2 separate regions of the Rattus norvegicus genome follow, and region 1 is linked to region 2. The links are chromatin contacts, called in public Hi-C maps. All regions are on one chromosome and are shown on one strand. The core of a region is the stretch at or near the end of the contact, and the rest is flanking DNA. Distances in the headings are between cores, read along the strand shown. Region 1 has its middle 5.9 kb from the start of Trnah-gug10. Region 2 overlaps LOC100910558 (a long non-coding RNA gene).

Region 1 (4,582 bases), core at 1,514-4,013, 73 kb after region 2:
CTGTACTTTCCTGTTTATTGGGAAGGAGACAATTCCCTGCAGATGCCTAGTGTCAAACGCTATTTCCTCCCAAAACACAGAACAGCACCCAGTTTAACACACTCAATATACATCCAACAAACCTTCATTAAACTGAAAGAATGAAGGGATGAAATGTCCTAATCTCAGGACAATCTATGGGGATTTATCTCTATCTTTCCAGTTAGAGGAGAAAATGTGAAGAACTTTGGTTTACTCGAAGAGTACATGGCAGGCATGTCCTTTCTTCTCTCTCTCTCTCTCTCTCTCTCTCTCTCTCTCTCTCTCTCTCTCTCCACCTCTATTCAACTCTCTGCTTACCCCACTGTCTGAGTAAATGCTTTGAAGAAGTTGGCTGACAGAATACAGGAGTGGTCCAGTCTTTGAGCAGTCCCACCTCCTCCAGAACTGTAACTTGGGAACAATTTAAACTCAGCTTAAAGGGAAACAGAGCCTCCTGTTCACAGCTTGAGAGTGTTTGCGATCATGCCACAGATCCTCCTCTAGACTGCATGCTTGTCCCTTCTACGAGCAGAGCCTCTCTATAAGCAATGGGTCCTGTATTCTCCCAAGGATTTTCCTGTTCCTATGAGATGACGTGGTTTGTTCGATTATAGCAGCCCACCCACATGTCCAATTCGTCCTACAGACACTGAGCTCATTGAAAGCCTGTCTTTATTATTACGGTATAATGATACTTCCTACAGTGTGCACGGAGTGTATGGATCAAACCAGATACTTCTTGATTCCTTAAAAGCAGAAAAAAGGAACCATGCCTTGAATCCCAGCACTTGAGAGGTGAAGTTCTGTGAATATGAGGCCAGCCTGGTCTATAAAAAGGTTCTGGGGCAGCCAGAGCTACACAGAAACCCCGTCTCAAAGACAAAAAGGGAAGATGCTGCCCCGTGTGCGCCTCTGCCATGTCCTAGGCACTCAAAAGTATCCCCAGACATTAAGACAGCCCCTGAAGATGCAAATTGTTCCTGCTGCACAATGATGCCAAGAGTCCTTCAGGTCACACTGCATGAGAGCCAAGCTGAGACTGCAAGAGGGGACCAAGTCTCTTTCCTTCCTGTGCTCGTCACCCAAGAGCCAGAGCACGTGTTATCCAGTAGTTATCTCTGTAAAGACTGTTTCTCAGTCTTTTGGGCTCTTGGTAATAAAAGGAAGATTGCTCTAGGCTCCCAACTGGGGTTAAGTGGTTGTGCATATCTTTATCATTCTTGTGACCTGCTTTGTTTTTTTCACACTCTTTTACTGAATTGTGCCATATGAATTTTGTTTCTTTCGTTAGGGCAAAGATGTTACCTATTTCATCCAGTCGTCTAGCCTCTTTACTTGCCATTGTGCCTAGCATATTGTAATGGTGATAATTATAATAATTATAAGCCGTCGAGAAGGTCAACAGCTATGGGTGCTTGCTGAGCAAGCCTGACAACTTGGTTTGACCCCTGGAACCCACATAAAGGTGGAAAGAGAGAACTGACTCCACAAAATGCTTGTCTGACTTCCATAGCCACGCCATGGTGTGAGTGCCCAGGAATACACCATTCACACACACAATAATTTCAAAACCTAAAATCCAAGTTCTAGTAATGAGGGTAATAACAACCAAGGTGAGAATTTGCCTCCACACTGTCCTCTGTGCTGTTGTTCTATTAGCTCGGGCTGTCTACCCGTCCCCTCTGTAGGGTGTATTTGTCAGTTACATGGTGTACGTGGACAAAGAGACACAAGAAGAGACCAAATTATCTGCCTGTGATGGGTGCCCAGCTTGTAGTTTAAATAGAGGTGTCTGCCTGGGAGCTCAAATGTTTAGCAACTAGACAGCACCATGCTCCTTACTTTAGATAGCGTGGTAACTTTGGTGTTACCATCACTCTAGGAACTGGATTCATTGGAAGCAGACACTGCAGACTAGACAGAGGAGACTACGTTTCTCTAGTGCCCTGAGGGTGCTCCTAGCACAGCAAATAACGCACAAGTGTGCGAACTTGGTATTCGAGAAAGAGAAAGGTAAGGCTGTGCACCCAGGTGGAAAAAACCGAGGAGAGCACGGGACACGTGTAGCAGCTGACAGAAGTGCAGGATTCCAAAGAAACAGAAGCACTGTGTCTCAAGGAAATCTGGGGGTAGATTCTTTAGTGCAGTCTTGTCTCTGAGTAAGACTGGGCTATGGAAAGATCCAGACTTGACTCTGGTTTGGCAGGCAGTTAGTGAGGCTATGGTTGTTACGGCCTCTGCCTGTCTTTGGAATTCCTGGGGAAAGAAGAAAGCATAAATGGCTAGACCCAAGCTTGAAGGCAGCTGCAGCCAAAAATTCTGGTCAAAATTCCTCCTGGTTTGGATTTGGGGATCCGTGTGTTCACGAAATGACAAAGAGGAAAAGAGGAGGCAAGGGATGCAGCGACATAGAAATGGGAACAGGAGAATGTGAGAGGGGCTCCCAGCTGTCTGATTTGTGTGGTGTGATCCCTGACATGGCTCCGGCTCGGCGGGATTTATGTGGCTTCATTAATCACACTTTCTTTTGAAATGGTATTTTCTGCCTTGGAGCCTTTGAACATTGACATCCAAACACAATATATTCCTTTAAAATCACCTCTGGATAAAGACAACCTGTGGAGGTAATTTCCCCAGCTCCTAGGTGGGGTCTGTTTGGTTCTTAGATCTTGATGTAATGTGTGAAATTGGCCCCTCCCTGCCCAGACAGAAAGGAGTTCCTTGTCTCTGATCCACAACAAGCAGTGCCATCTAGTGGCAGTCTGCTTTTATCCTGGATAATGAGAAAAGGGCCTTCCAGCTCAGCAAGCGTTCCCAGGACTTGGAAAAAGCACCTACTTTTGCCATGCGGTTACACGACAGAGACAAGAGTGTCATAGAACTGCCACCAATCAAAGTCACTGAGTCCAGGGTAAGCCTTTTGTCGATGGGTTGTCAGCTTTTGAGGTCTGGGAAGTCCACACAAACCACACAGAACAGAGTTTCTTGGGAGGGGGAGGAGGGCAAGAGGGAGCATTCTTCCCAACTACATTTCGTCTTGTCTAACTTTAAAACTGCTCCTTGTTTGCTGATGAGCAAACCATAAAGAGGTCGTGTCTGAAGCCAAGCAGTGGAAGTAGCAGAGATGGGGCTAACCCAGGTCTCTCTACGCGTGCTTTCTGAATCTGCTTCTGTTGGAATTTCCCTTCCTGGAGGCCAACACCCCCAAATCTCCCACAGACTGTCAGCAACTGAATTATCAGTCCCACCTTAGAAGAACTGGGGGCCCTGTTAGGGTTTTTAGACTATGGTTCCCGTGGCTGAGATGCTGAGGGAGAAGTGGCCCAGGCTTTACTTCTCATTGCCCTTATCCTTGAGATTGAAGCACAACAGTTTGCTAGCCTTTTGCAAAGCCAACTGCTTCTCCTGGGGCGCCACACCTTAGGGCATCCTCGGGGCACCTGAGAAACAACCTTCTTGCTTCAGCACTGCTCCTTAAAAGTGAACTCTAGCTCGTCAGATCCTGTCTTAACAAATCATTTCCTATGGATCGGTGAGCTTTCATTGTGGAAAAATAAGTTTAAAATATAGTCTTCGTAACTGGAGAATAGAGAGTGGCTGAAAACAAGAAACTACATTTTTTTTAAAAGAAAAGTAGCTGATTTACTCGGGGTTGTTCAGAGTGTGACTTGGTCAGACAAATAAATGGAGATTTTCTTTGTTTCTGAAAGTTGACTGAAGTAGAAACAAAAATGTCATCCAGGGCTATAAAGCCTCTTCAGTGCAAGGCATCAACCATGGGCCCCAATGAAATAGCTCTGCTCCATTGTACGGCAGAAAGCAAGAGAGGAAGAATGTCTGGTTACAGCTGGCGGTAATGAAGTGAGGGTATGCAGCTCTGGATCTTTAACTGGTAGGTAACCGTATCGTGTTGTTTGAACAACCTTTAACAGACCACACAGACAGGCCAATGTGAGGGACATGAAGGTCTAGGTTACAGAGCAAATGAATATATATTTGGTCACAACTACTGGCCAAAGACACAGAAAATAAGAGAGTGCAGGATATTCAGCCCTCTAGTTATCATATCTTACACGTCCCTCTCCAAGGCCCAGGAATCATTGAGGAAGAAGGGCCGGAAAGAGTGTAGGAGTCAGAGGCAGTGGATGCTACAAGGACACATCAGGACAGCCGCACATTTAGACTTGCTGAGGTTGTGACGTCACACATAAGACCTCGGCCAGTCCAAGACACATTGAATGCCAGCACAGAGAGGTGAGTTAGGCATGAAATCCCACCCCTAGTCAAGAAGCTATTGGCAAGTCAGGGTTCTCCAAGAATATAACCCCCGATAAGACAACCACACTGTTCCAGCAAAGGTCACACATCTAAGAATAACTTGATATGTTAAAAAAAAACCAAAAAAGGCACATAGTTGGACGAACAGAGAAACAGGCTAGCTCTTGGAAGAGTAGAGGGTGGTAAATATGATTGCAGAACTAATAAAACATTTTCTAAAAGTCAGATTCACTGAAATCAAACAAAATAATCTCTTGCCATTGTAGTTGAGCCTCTTGAATAT
Region 2 (4,801 bases), core at 1,770-4,269:
TCAGAATGTGCTGTTTGGAGCGGTGTTTATTTATTGTCCTTTGCCTCTGGAGATCAGCAGGCGCAGTTGCTACCTACCTACTCCTTGGTGCAAATCGCCTCCCTATCTTAAGGTCTCATTAAAAGGGTCTTCTGGGTGTCTGTATACTGTGCTACCCTTATTCTAGATGCCCAGGAGTTGCAGGTACCACAGGCAGTGGGGACTTTAGGGGAAAATGCAATTTTAACTGGCGTTGCCCGAATAATTCAAAGACAGGGAACTCTCTCTCCTTCCTACACACACACACACACACACACACACACACACACACACAGAGAGAGAGAGAGAGAGAGAGAGAGAGAGAGAGAGAGAGAGAGAGAGAGAGAGAGAGACATTGGTTGTGGTTTTGGGTGCTGACTGCCACTGGGGATTAAGCCTTCCTTTTTGGGTGTGGGTGAAACTGATTTCTACTCTGCCCAATGGCCTTGGGAAAGGGCTTCCCATCTGCTCTGAACACCCCCTCCCCTTACAATGTCAGAAAATCTGCCCACAAATATTGGCACCAAGCTGCCGTGACAGGCGGTGCTGCTTTAAATAGGAAAGAGACAGACCCGGGCAGGCAAAAAGAAAACCAGCAACCTTCAAGGGCCAGGTTACCTGCCTCCGTACCCAACCCCCCAAAGCCCAAAGGCAGAGAAAGGAGACACCTAGAAACTCTCCTTTTTAAAGCGGAGTGGGGAATGTAAACCATGTACAGTGTACATGCAGATGGGTCCCTGAAGGCCAGTTGTTAAAGGGAAGCAAGGTAAGAGTCTGGCTTATCCTTGACTTCTATGCCTCACCGATAGCCTCTGTGCTTGTTCAGATACAGGGAACCATTAGAAGGCGTTTGAGAGGCATTTGGCTGTGCTCCTTTTGTTTTGTTCAAAGCTGAAGGGGGTGGAGTGGGGCTTGATTAGGGAAGGTCTGGGTTCAGTCCTGGACCCTAAGACAGAACTCATCCTAGGTAATTGAGGTGCTGGCTGCCACTTTTCCCTGGATGACCCAACCTTCAGTTATGCCCCTCCTGTTCCACTGAAGGCATCCTCTATTCTGGAGATGGTTGTATTGACAGCTGTACCCCATGAAACATCTGAAGCCCTTTCCCACCTCCCCTCAAAGATGATGACCTCATCCAGGGCTCACAGTCATCTGTTCCTAACTCTCTGTACTTGACCTGCAGATTGCCCAGCAGTCTCTGATGGACCCTCGGCCTGCATGGCCCTTTCTCCTAAGAAGCATCCTGTGTGCTAAGCCCAAGCTTGAGAGACATCCTCCCACAGAGTGTGACCAAACTGTAGAGGGCATCTCAGGAGGGTTTAGGTGATGAGCAGATAGATTGTCTTGGCTTTCCCACTGCTTTCCAAGTCAACTTGGCTCTGTATTGTCATTTTGAAGAAATCGAGGCCCAGGGAAAGTTTTTGACCAAAGGATGCAGGAAGAGCTGAGAGCAGAGGCTGGAGCGGCCTCCGGACATCTTAAGTTCGGAGTCCATTTGCTCAGTTTGAGGGAGGTGCAAAAGTTGACAATGAGCTACTGTTCAGTGAGTGTCAACCGTGTGGCAGAGCACGTGCCACCCAGACGTGTATGTAAGTCATCTCCTTAGCAGCTCTGACGAGTCTCATTAGCCCCCAACAAAATGTAAATGACACAATAGGAAGACAGGCATAAATCAAAATTCCTCAAGTAATGTAAAAGAAGATAAACTGAAAGTGAAAGCCTTCCACTTCACTCTTTCTCCCAAAATACCATTTATAGCTTTCATTTTCATGGCCGAGTATGTACCTGACAAATGTTAGTATCGTTTTATGAGTGGGAAAAGGAAGGCTCTCAAGCTAACAAAATGTGGCTACCTGCATCCCATCCCATTGCTCTCTGTGAGCTAATAAAGCGAAGGTGAACCGTGTGAGTGAAACATTGATATAAAAAAAAAAATACAAGATGAGAGAGTCGATATCATTTTCCTTTCCTTCTTTTCTATTTCTCCTTTTTAAGAGCCAACATTGCTGCGTATTTTCAGAAGCTGAGACCGTATTAATAATTATCTGTAGTGACTGTATTCTTCCTTGGCCTTGGTGTAATTGTATAAACTGTTCTCCTCCAAGCCTCATGACCAAGGCCCTGAGGCTGCCTCCACCCTGTGGTAGGCCAGAGCTGGGGAATACCTGTTAAGCTGTGGATTTCCCTGATGATCCCTTAGACTTGTTGGGAGATTTCAATGAGAGACAAGGAAACTATGTAAATTTAAATTCTCGCTCTATAAATGTAATTGCTACTTTTCAAAGATGTCTTTAGGACCCTCTATGCAGTTAGAACAATGGAGAATTAGGGTTTTTTTTTTTTTTTCTTGAAAGGAAGGGGAGGTGTCTCTCTTAGAACTGGCTATTTTGCCCAGACTGGTCTCAGATTCAGAGATCTGCGTGTCTCCACCTCCTGAGTGCTGAAGTTAAAGGTTGAGCCACCACACCCAGCAAATCTGGGGACTTTGCAAAAGGCTATGCTTTTGGGGATTGATGGCTACAAGGTGAAAGGGGATGCTCATTGATCAGTGGGAACAGGAGTGCTGGGCCTTTCACATGGGAAGACTGTAGCATGTGCGAAGTAGATTTCTTCCTCCTGAAGACTGGTTGATTAGGACACAGAGAGATACAGGTACACTGTATGGAGGAGGGTGACCAAGAGTAGCAGTGGTGTGCCCTGAAAGATGCTTCGGCCTGCTCCTTTGGTAAGTATTTACTACCAAAAGCTAGTCATAGACTTTTGGGAGCACACACCTGTACGAGGCTAACAGCTTCCAAAGTGCAATTATTTAATTTATTACATTTCTTTTGTGAATAGGAAGGGTGGCTTTGTGCCTTTTCTCACGTGATGCTCACTTTGTCTTGATTTAAAAAGAAGAAAACAACAACGATTTCGTTTTGCAACTTTCTTTAGGGGACTGATGAGGAGAAATGAAAGTCCACTGGCAGGGTCTCCTTGGCTTAGCAGGGGCACAGCCATGGGAAGGGGCCGCTAACCCTTCCTGCTAATGCCTGCAGCATGCACACAAGACTGTCTGGCCTCTAGGAAGAAAGGAAAAGAGATGACGGGGCCTGGGGAGTAAGCCCGTTCCAAGAAGAAACTGTGAGTAGAGAAAAATCAAGTTTCTTAAGCTCAGCAAGGCTTCAGAGCTTGTCTAGAGGCTCTGAAGGACACCAGGACAAAGGCTACTGCGCCCCCTGGTGTTGGACTCAGATCAGATTCCAGAGAGCTGTGTGGAGACCAGCAGCCAGGAGCTTCCTAAAGGAACCACAGAAAAGTTTCTTCTGTTTGCTAAGCACATTGAGTAGAATTCGCCCTTACTTTCTCAATTCTGTAGTCTAAGTAGATACCCTCTGCTCTAGAGAGAGCTGTGTGTACCGCCGGCTACTTTGTTTTATTTGGTTTTCTTTGCATAAAATTTAGTCTAGCGGGACAAAGACCGCTTAAAAGCGACCCTGTTTTGGGGGGAGTGCAGCAGTCTGCAAACAACTCTGCATTGTGGGTGATGTTCTGGTTTGAGGGGAGTCGTTTGAAACTTCACAACCCCTTGTTCCTCCTCTTAAAAGCAGATAGTTTTGAATAGGATGTTTTAAGGGCTCCCTTAAGCTCCAGTGTTGAATAAGTGGTACACTGAGCCATCTTTTCTCAGAGCCTTGCAAAAGGGATTTGTTAATTTCTTTGCAGGTGCAGGCCCATTTCAGCATCCAAAGTTTCCTGATTCTGAGCGAAGATTTTTAAAAGTGCAAAATGTATCTCTTTTCAGCACAGAAGCCCCTCACCCTCCAGTCTCAAGTAAAAACCCAGCTAGGAAGCTGGAGAGTGAGCACAGCTCAGTCGCTGCTATTTCTTTTAAAAATAAAGTACTAAGTGTTGTGCTGGAAATTCTGCTCAGTGTCTCGTGTGGTAGGTGTGAATACATGCTTTAATTGTTCCAGGCACTAGACCAAAAACTTCCCCAGAATTAGCAGGGTTTTCAGCTATAATCTGGCTAACATTTTTCTGCAAATAGGTATGAAGACCAGACTGAATTGCCATCGAAATTTACAGCCATTCCTCATCTAGTCAGGTGATCAGCCCCGGGGAAGAATTATGGCGCCACTGAGAGTTTTCCACTCCTCAAACCTGTATGTCTTGTCTCTAACGTGAGCAGTCGGTTATGCCTCGGGCAGCTTCTTCCCTCTGCACTGCTGCTCCACTGTTATCTCTGTGCAATGGGCACAGTTTCTTACTAGCATCACTACTAGGGATCTCATGAGTGCCCCAGAAAGAATATTTGAGCAGCTACTTTAGTGCTGTAGCTGTGGCAAACGTATGCAGCCGTTGTCCCAAATGACAGTGTCTGGAGGAGCTGGTCTCCCTCTGAGAGAGGTGAGCCTGGAAGGGCAGCACACAGATGAGATGCCCTGTGATAACTGACTCCTGCCTCACAAAGGGGAAGACCCTGAGTAAGAAGGGTTTACCAGATGGCTAATGCAGTGGTTGGGAGCACCATGACCCCCATTGAAGGAAACAACTCTGTTACGGGCTAAAGTGCATGATTCCAAAATTCCTATGTTACAGTTCTAATCCCTCGGACCTCAGAACGTGGTTGCATTCAGAGATAGGTTCATTGTTTAAAAAACAATATCCATTTATTACTTGTTTATTTATTGTGTTTATGTACTAGAGTTGGCTTCCACTTTTTGGGTTCCAGGGATCGTATTTCGAGGATCCATCGAGGTGCTTGGCAGCGAGCACCTTTACCTGCTGAGTCATCAGCCCC

The links. A called contact is a pair of places that touch in the nucleus more often than the background predicts.
Region 1: a Hi-C map of mammary epithelial cells shows a contact between it and region 2, with 4 times the contacts expected there. The contact joins two enhancer-like sites. A contact is called at or near these places in 6 of 12 Hi-C or Micro-C datasets (the A7r5 cell line, the Rat2 cell line, Schwann cells and 3 more).

The regions. Positions count from the first base shown.
Region 1 is chr5:102,125,033-102,129,614 of GRCr8, forward strand. No RefSeq gene overlaps it. Among named protein-coding and RNA genes, the nearest start is that of Trnah-gug10, 5.9 kb to the right of the region's middle. Within about 2 kb of position 2,764, at least 8 of the 93 cell types and tissues checked have an H3K27ac peak or open chromatin away from gene starts, as enhancers often do.
Region 2 is chr5:102,051,857-102,056,657 of GRCr8, forward strand. The region is part of intron 1 of LOC100910558 (a long non-coding RNA gene); the gene reads left to right. Among named protein-coding and RNA genes, the nearest start is that of Nfib, 34 kb to the left of the region's middle. Within about 2 kb of position 3,020, at least 15 of the 93 cell types and tissues checked have an H3K27ac peak or open chromatin away from gene starts, as enhancers often do.